Regions from separate parts of the Rattus norvegicus genome. Here region 2 is linked to region 1. A link is a contact called in public Hi-C data. All regions are on one chromosome and are shown on one strand. The core of a region is the stretch at or near the end of the contact, and the rest is flanking DNA. Distances in the headings are between cores, read along the strand shown.

The links. Hi-C and Micro-C count contacts between places; a contact is called where the count stands out from the background.
Region 2: a Hi-C map of liver shows a contact between it and region 1, with 2.4 times the contacts expected there. The contact joins two enhancer-like sites. A contact is called at or near these places in 3 of 12 Hi-C or Micro-C datasets (kidney and liver).

The regions. Positions count from the first base shown.
Region 1 is chr2:138,923,486-138,927,034 of GRCr8, forward strand. No RefSeq gene overlaps it. Among named protein-coding and RNA genes, the nearest start is that of Trnak-cuu5, 21 kb to the left of the region's middle. Within about 2 kb of position 1,611, at least 5 of the 93 cell types and tissues checked have an H3K27ac peak or open chromatin away from gene starts, as enhancers often do. A contact at or near this core is called in liver, where this site is marked.
Region 2 is chr2:138,723,486-138,727,034 of GRCr8, forward strand. No RefSeq gene overlaps it. Among named protein-coding and RNA genes, the nearest start is that of Trnak-cuu5, 180 kb to the right of the region's middle. Within about 2 kb of position 1,671, at least 10 of the 93 cell types and tissues checked have an H3K27ac peak or open chromatin away from gene starts, as enhancers often do. A contact at or near this core is called in liver, where this site is marked.

The DNA of each region.
Region 1 (3,549 bases), core at 361-2,860:
CAGTTATAACCATGACACCAGAAAACAGCAATGTCAGATCATGACCCTCTGCCTGTTACTGTTCCAGTGTTGATTGATAAATTACATTTTCAAAGATTACATCAGTAATTCATGCTTTATTACTCCTGAATTAGTATAATGCTTCAAATCATCTTGTTGTAATTCAGCATAATTATCTGTAATTAAAAATAAATTCCTGTAGGGTGAGAATATTAATTCCAATTCAAGCCTCTTTATTTCAGTGTGAATGAACCAATGCCCAACTCTTACGCAACATCGCTGAGCACAGGTGGGAATGTCACTGGCTCTGATGTGTTTGTGCTTTGTATCTTTCTGTGAGCTCCAGCCCTCGTCCAACGTTTTTGACTTACTTGATGTTCTTACAGGGTCTAGCTTGTGTTGTTGTTGTTGTTGTTGTTGTGTTAGATTAATTCACTTGAAGATTCTGAAGAAAGCTGTGGAAGGTATTCAAGGGCAAACTTCACTCAGGCACATATACCTAGACTGTGAGCTTTCCCCCAGCCCTGCTCCCCACCCCCACAGCCATGGGCATCGGCACTACTGGGAACTTGTTACATTTCTGAGGCTGAGAAGATCAGGAATCTAGTTTTTAACCAGGCCTTCTGTGTTTCAGATGGCTGGGAGCTTTAACAGCCCAGGAGGAGAGAAGACTCCTGCCCTGACAGACACTCTTGAGTATGCTGTAAGCTCTCTCCACGCGCACTCTGAGTGAAGAAAGGGTAACAGATCCTCACAACTCTGAACTTGTTGCCTTCCCTGGGTGTTAACACCTGCCCAGGTTTGCAGACCAACTATCTTTCTGCTCCTGTGGGAGCAGGGTGGAGACTGGTGGCACTATCACCCTCCAGGTGTCAGGGTGGAGACCCAGCTGGGGACGCCCCCAGAGAAATGCTCCCAGGTGTCTGAAAGCACTAAGTCAGGTTCAGGAGGTGTTAGAAGAGGCTGGCTTCTCTCACAGGGAGCATACCTACAGCGAGCTGGCAGTGCCTCCCACTTGTCTCACCCTGGGGGACCATTGCAGGCCACCACTGCAGGACTAGAGTATGATGACAGATAAGGCACCTCCAGAGTTGCTTTCTAAATGGTTCCCTGAAAGAAACGTTATTTTTCAGCCAGATAAATGTATTGGGATTTGATAATTTAGTTGTGTTTCCATGCTGAAGTTTTACTATGTGAGAAAGGCATTACTAAGATTCAAAAGAAGTTCTCACCTAAACCCCAATCCCTCTCCAGTAAATGTTCCCATGCATGTTTACTGCCATAATCAGTCAGCACATGGCCTCCTCCTCGTGAGCACACTTTGTTGGTACATAAATATCCATGTATTATTCGTTCATTGAACTTTTGAAGCAATGTGCAGAAATCTGTAAAGACCAGAGCACCATGGATTCCATTCTGAGCTGCACAGTGAAAATGCGGGTCCTTCCATCCTCTTTGTATACAGAGGGATGTCTGATGCAGTCATTTTGGGGAGATGAACTCCCATGACTTGCTTTCCCTGGGCACGCAGACTCTCTTCTGCTCTCTGCCTGCAGGTTGTTAAGGTTAGTCGGGGTCATTGAAAATGAATGTTTCCAATCTGAATGTTAACAGTGGAGTGACCTGCCTATTTTTCTGGCTAAAACATCTGGGAACTGTTTGCCAGTGGATCTGCTCTACATGGCCCCCAGCCCAGCTTCTCTATCAATCAGATATTTCGAGTCCCTTCTCTCTGATCTTTTTAATCTCCTCACGGGTTTACTGCTCCGATGCTGAGGGTCGCTGCTATTTCATATATATCCTTATAAAAAGTTCAACTATCTTGTATTTTGCTTTTTCCAGTTGTGATTCATGCCCTGGTTCTCAGAACAGGGCAGAACACTTTCTCTTTCTTCTAAAAGTACAGGTTGGTCTGTAAGTCTCACCCATTTTCGGGTGCTACTGACTTGAACTATCGTCTTCCCCTATTACCAGCTGCATGGCTCAACCAGGCTTCTAATAAGACAACAGCAGTGAGTAGTTGATCAAATTCTGCTCCCACCACCTGATCCCTCTACTTTCCAAAGCAACTGATTCCTGAGACCTGGGGCAGGCACTGGGCAGGAATCCAGTATCTACTAGGCTTGTAGCCCATGAGATACCCTGACAGAAAAACCATACCAGATTCAGGTCAGGAAATGATTAACTAGGCTAGTTAAAAATTATCTTTGAGGGAATTGAAGTGCAGATGATGGCCAGTGCCTACTAGCTCTGTAAGCATAACCCACAAGGAAGTCCAGGACAGTACTACAACCAGATAGCAGCTAAGATTTAAGGGAGAAACATCATGGGGGCAGTGTAGGGATGTGGGGAGCTGTGGGGGCTATGGGGACCATGCTGAGTCCTGCATGGCCACTGCAGAAGGGACACCATGACACAGTTCCTGCCTCTGGAGTAGAGTAAGCAGGGGTTGGGCCTCAATAAGTGCTGACAGTTGCTACGGGCCTGGGGTGTTTGTTCGTATAATAATGTACATATTTTCATGTTCCTCCTTTGGAGAATGCTCTCCCTGTTAAGGTTAAAGACTCCATGATAATTAAAAGCAGCATGAGTCTGGGAGGCAAGGGTGTGTCTAATGTCCTTAGCAAAATGGTAAATTCTATGACCTTCTGGACAGCCTTTAAGGCTGTGGGAAAGAACTCTAGAAACTGAGTTCAAGAATGTATAATTTCTCAACTATGCAAAAGATGAGGATGCAATATGAATAGTATGAGGGGCTTTATGGACCTAAAAGAACGAAGGCAGCTGTACTAATGAGTCACCTTGTCAGAAAGATGCACAGGCAAGCAGATTTCTGAGTTCAAGGTTAGCCTAGGACAGAGCAAGTTTAGGTCTAGGTGTAATGGGAATGGTAATCTCATGACAGGTTCCCACCCAGCTAAACTTTTTGTTTGTGCTTACAAAGGCAGGCAGATCTCTGAGCTCACCGTCTCTTTCTAAGAATCAAGGGCTAATAATCATAGAAAGCTGATCTCTGGGATAATCAGAAGGGAACCTGGGGTAATGATTGAATTGACATGTAAATAAAAGACTGGGCTTTGGTCTGCTAGAGCTGAGCTATCCACACAGTGGTCTGGAGAGCCGGCTCGAGCAAAACACAGAGACATCAGTTTGTACCCAAGTTTGACATCGAGTTGTTTCTTTGCTGCTCCCAAACAGACCTCCCTCAAGAACTCCTCTCCAAGCTGAGGCTGGTCCTTGGCAGGGTTTGGGGAGAGGTGTTGTTTGATGGTTGGATTGGCCTTTATCCACCTCCAGTATTTTCAGGATCTTCTCTTTCCTTTGCTGCCAACGAAGCTCACCAAAGCCTCTCTCTTCAGGGCACTTCCATTGGTCTGTGCCAACAAATGTGTTCCTTTGACTTTCCTTGGCATAATCCACACACCTCTCTGTCCCATACCAAGCAGCTCTGTGTACAGCTGGGTTATGGTTAATCGCATGTAAGACGCTCTCACCGTGAGATCTATATGGGCTGATGTGACAGAAGAGAGGCAGCAATGAGGTCAGAAC
Region 2 (3,549 bases), core at 421-2,920, 200 kb before region 1:
CAATGTGTCTAAGCATTTGGTAGATTAGGTATCCCAAGAGCATTTGGTGCTCTAAATGGTGTTTTCAACTTGCTATGAATCTATTCGAATGTCATTCCTTCAATAAAGTAGGGGAACGTAATTCGAGGAGGTAAGACTTAAACCCATGCGTCATCCATATCCCAAACTGGTCTCTTGATTCACCACTGAAAATCCAGAGATTGTTACAAAAACACAGAGTTTTTAAAACATAAGAGTACTTTTTGATTTAAAAGCAAAGTCAAATGTCAGGGTCCAGAATTATAATCATGGATACGTGGGAGTTGTAGATAAAGGAATGAAGGCCACAGAGGACAGGTAAGTACATCAGCATCAATCAGATTGGCTGTTTAAGCTCTCTTAGGCCCACTGTAGTGATTGTATCTACAGGTAAAAGCTTGGAAGACCTGGTGAGTCTTGTTAACAGTTAACAGATATTAGCTCGTTGCTGTCTTCATCATCATCATCATCATCATCACCACCATCATCATCATCACCACCATCATCATCATCACCATCATCATCATCATCACCACCACCATCATCATCATCACCACTACCACCATCCTCACCACCATCATCATCATCATCATCACCACCATCCTCATCTTTTCCTCCATTATCATCACTTCGTGAATCTCAGGGAGGGTGAGATTAGGAATTAGGTGGATACCAGAGGCACCTGAATTGAACCAAAGAGGAAAAACACACGGCCGAGAGAAGACCACATCAAATCACAGAAGCTTTCTGAAAATTCTGGACTCCAACTTAGTAGGCAAGTATGACTTTATAGAAAAGGCAAACTAGAGAGATTGGGGAGTGGAGTAAAGAAAGGAGTCGGTCAGTCTGTGAGAAATACATGGTGAATCCTCATTGTCAGCCCAGAAGATTAAGTTGAAAATTGGGTCCATCCTTGCTGAAATATAAACCAAGGAGAAGACTCTTAATCTATTGGAGAAATCCTGCTGGGATACTACTTATGTAGTCAATCCTTGTGGTGGTCCTTGGAAAACTTGGGGGAGAGGACACAGATAGGGTAAGAACAGACATGCAGGTGACTGCCCAAGAAGGGACAGGTGACAAAAGGCAGGGTAGCCATGTGAGTTCCTTTCCAGTTGATTTCCACAGCACAGAAGGAAGAAACACCCAGGGAAAAGGCTGGACTTCTCGTGGGAGGTTAAAGGGAGCCAAAGATGGACGACTGCCAACTGTCACAAAGCTGGGAAGATAAACAACTGGCCAGATGTTCCAGAGAAGACCTGTGTGACAACCTGAACGCGTGCCAGTCATCTAGACGGATGAATAAACAACAGCCAACTGGGGCGGTTGAACTTGTGGGTCCTCCAGGTCGTGCTGCCAACGCGTGGTACAGCGAGCCACTCACTCGAATGATGCAACCTGAAGTGATTCTCATTTCCTCAGTGTCAATTAGGATTTTGGTAGCAAAACAAAAGCCTAGCAAGGAGGTGAAAGAGAGACCTCTCAGGAGCTAATGGCAGCCTGAAGCTCGATGTTCCAAGCTGTGATTGACGGAGAGAGGCTCCAGGGTGCAGCCACCGGTGGAACATCCTGTTCCTGTTACTCTGAGAGCTGGAGGCATTAGCAGCCTGGTGATGTTGACTTGGCTTTTCTCTCCTGGAAGGCTGGCCTCTCCAGCCTGTTTCAGCATCCCGGGACTGTGCTACATAGCCTTCTTGGCACCACCCACAGATCTCTGAGCCCTTAACAACCTCCCATTTTGCTACTATGCCAAGAGAGTTAACTATGTGAGTTTTTTTCCCCCAGTCAATAGCAAGTAGCCCTGAACTGTGCGGTAGTCTGTCGTCTGTCTCTCTGGCACCCACTGTGTGACTAAGATGGTCTTGGGTCAATGTCTGCCATCTGTCCTGTGATGGCACAGCTTTCCTGGGCCTCTTTAGCCACCATCCCTGGCCTCCTGTTGAGTAATGTTCTTTTTCTTGTCCCAAATGTTGAGTTCAGTCACTATTTAAATGTGGATAAACAGGGGAGAGAGGTAAAAATGAGCTCCCAGAAATCTAGACTAGCAGGCATTGCATGCTTCTAGGGTAGGCATTAACTGTGGAAGATGGGTCTCTGGAACATGAGGCAGTGCTGTAGGGGGTTGCTGAGATGGATGGGGTGGGGGAGGTAGGAAGGAGAGAAGAAGGAAGTGAGCCTGAGTAGCAGGAGGAGGAAAGGAGTCAAAGGCTCTTGACCCCAGCAATCTCAGGGATCACTGGTGACAAAGGAAGCCATTGTCCCTTTGAGGTGTTGTAGGGGGGTGAAGCCAGAAGTTAGAGCAGTGATGAGCCAGGGTTGGGACATGGTGACGATAGGAAGTTGACTATTTAGAGACCTGGAGCATTGGTGGGAGGATTGGTTGAAGGAGGGAGCCCCCCTGCTTTGGGGAATTGAAAAACAGCAGAGAATAGGAGCTCTGAGAGGTGCCCCTCAATGTTAAAAGGGCCCTGGAACTAAACTTGTTGAAATGACACAGAGTTCTTAGTTAACATGTCTTGCAGGATGATTGATTAGAAAATATGACTGACCTGATAGTACAGCTTAGCGGACAGCTCCTTGATTGAACCAGTGATCTCTCTCTCTCTCTCTCTCTCTCTCTCTCTCTCTCTCTCTCTCTCTCTCTCTCTCCTCTCTTTTTCATCTGTCTGTGCCTCTTTCTTCCTTCTTTATTTTTCAGCTGAAAATAAAGTAAAATGCTTGACATTTGACATCATCCCTCTGGCTCGGCATACTGTCCCATTTTGCACAACTAGATGTCATCTCAAACCTAGAGCCAGTGCCTGGGCAGGAGCTCCTGCTACCCCTTTCCTTCTGATACTCCCAGCGGCTGCCTTCCCTGTCTGCCTCCCATGCCTCCCAGATACTCCAGAAATTACCACTGGGGTCTTTGGCCATGAGACAGGCTCATTTATTAAAAGTTGGAAAGTTGGAGTGTTGGAGAAGCACAAAATAAGAGCCTTCTACAAAAAGCTCCTCTCGTGTTTTCCATTTTCTTCAACTGTAGGTTGAGGACATAAACAAGCACACCTTGAGCATCGGTTCTGGACAATGCGGCATTTTTATGAATAACAGTACTATGGTGATAGCAGAATGTGCTAAGAACACTAAGAGGCATCAAGCGCTTTGTGAGTCGAGAGGAGGAGAGCTTTACTGTGCACGTTCAATTGTATGAAAGTACAAATTGTACCAAGGGAAGATAAATAATCTACTCCCTTCATAGTAATGTAATAAATAAAATATTATTGGCACACCTGCCAAGGCTGCTAATACCTTTTGGGTGTTTCGAGAAAGTCTGATGTATAAATAACCATGGGCTGGTGGAACCACAGACTTTAGAGTGTCAGTGCTGCAAATAAGCTGGGGTGACATATAACTCAGCCTCCACACTTTGCAAGCTTATAAACACATGTCCAAATAGGTTAAGTCAATTGCTCAAGATCACAGAAGTAGCCAAGGCAGGGCCAAAGGTTAAGTCTCCTTACACACTCTCCCCAAAGTCCTTCTCACTCG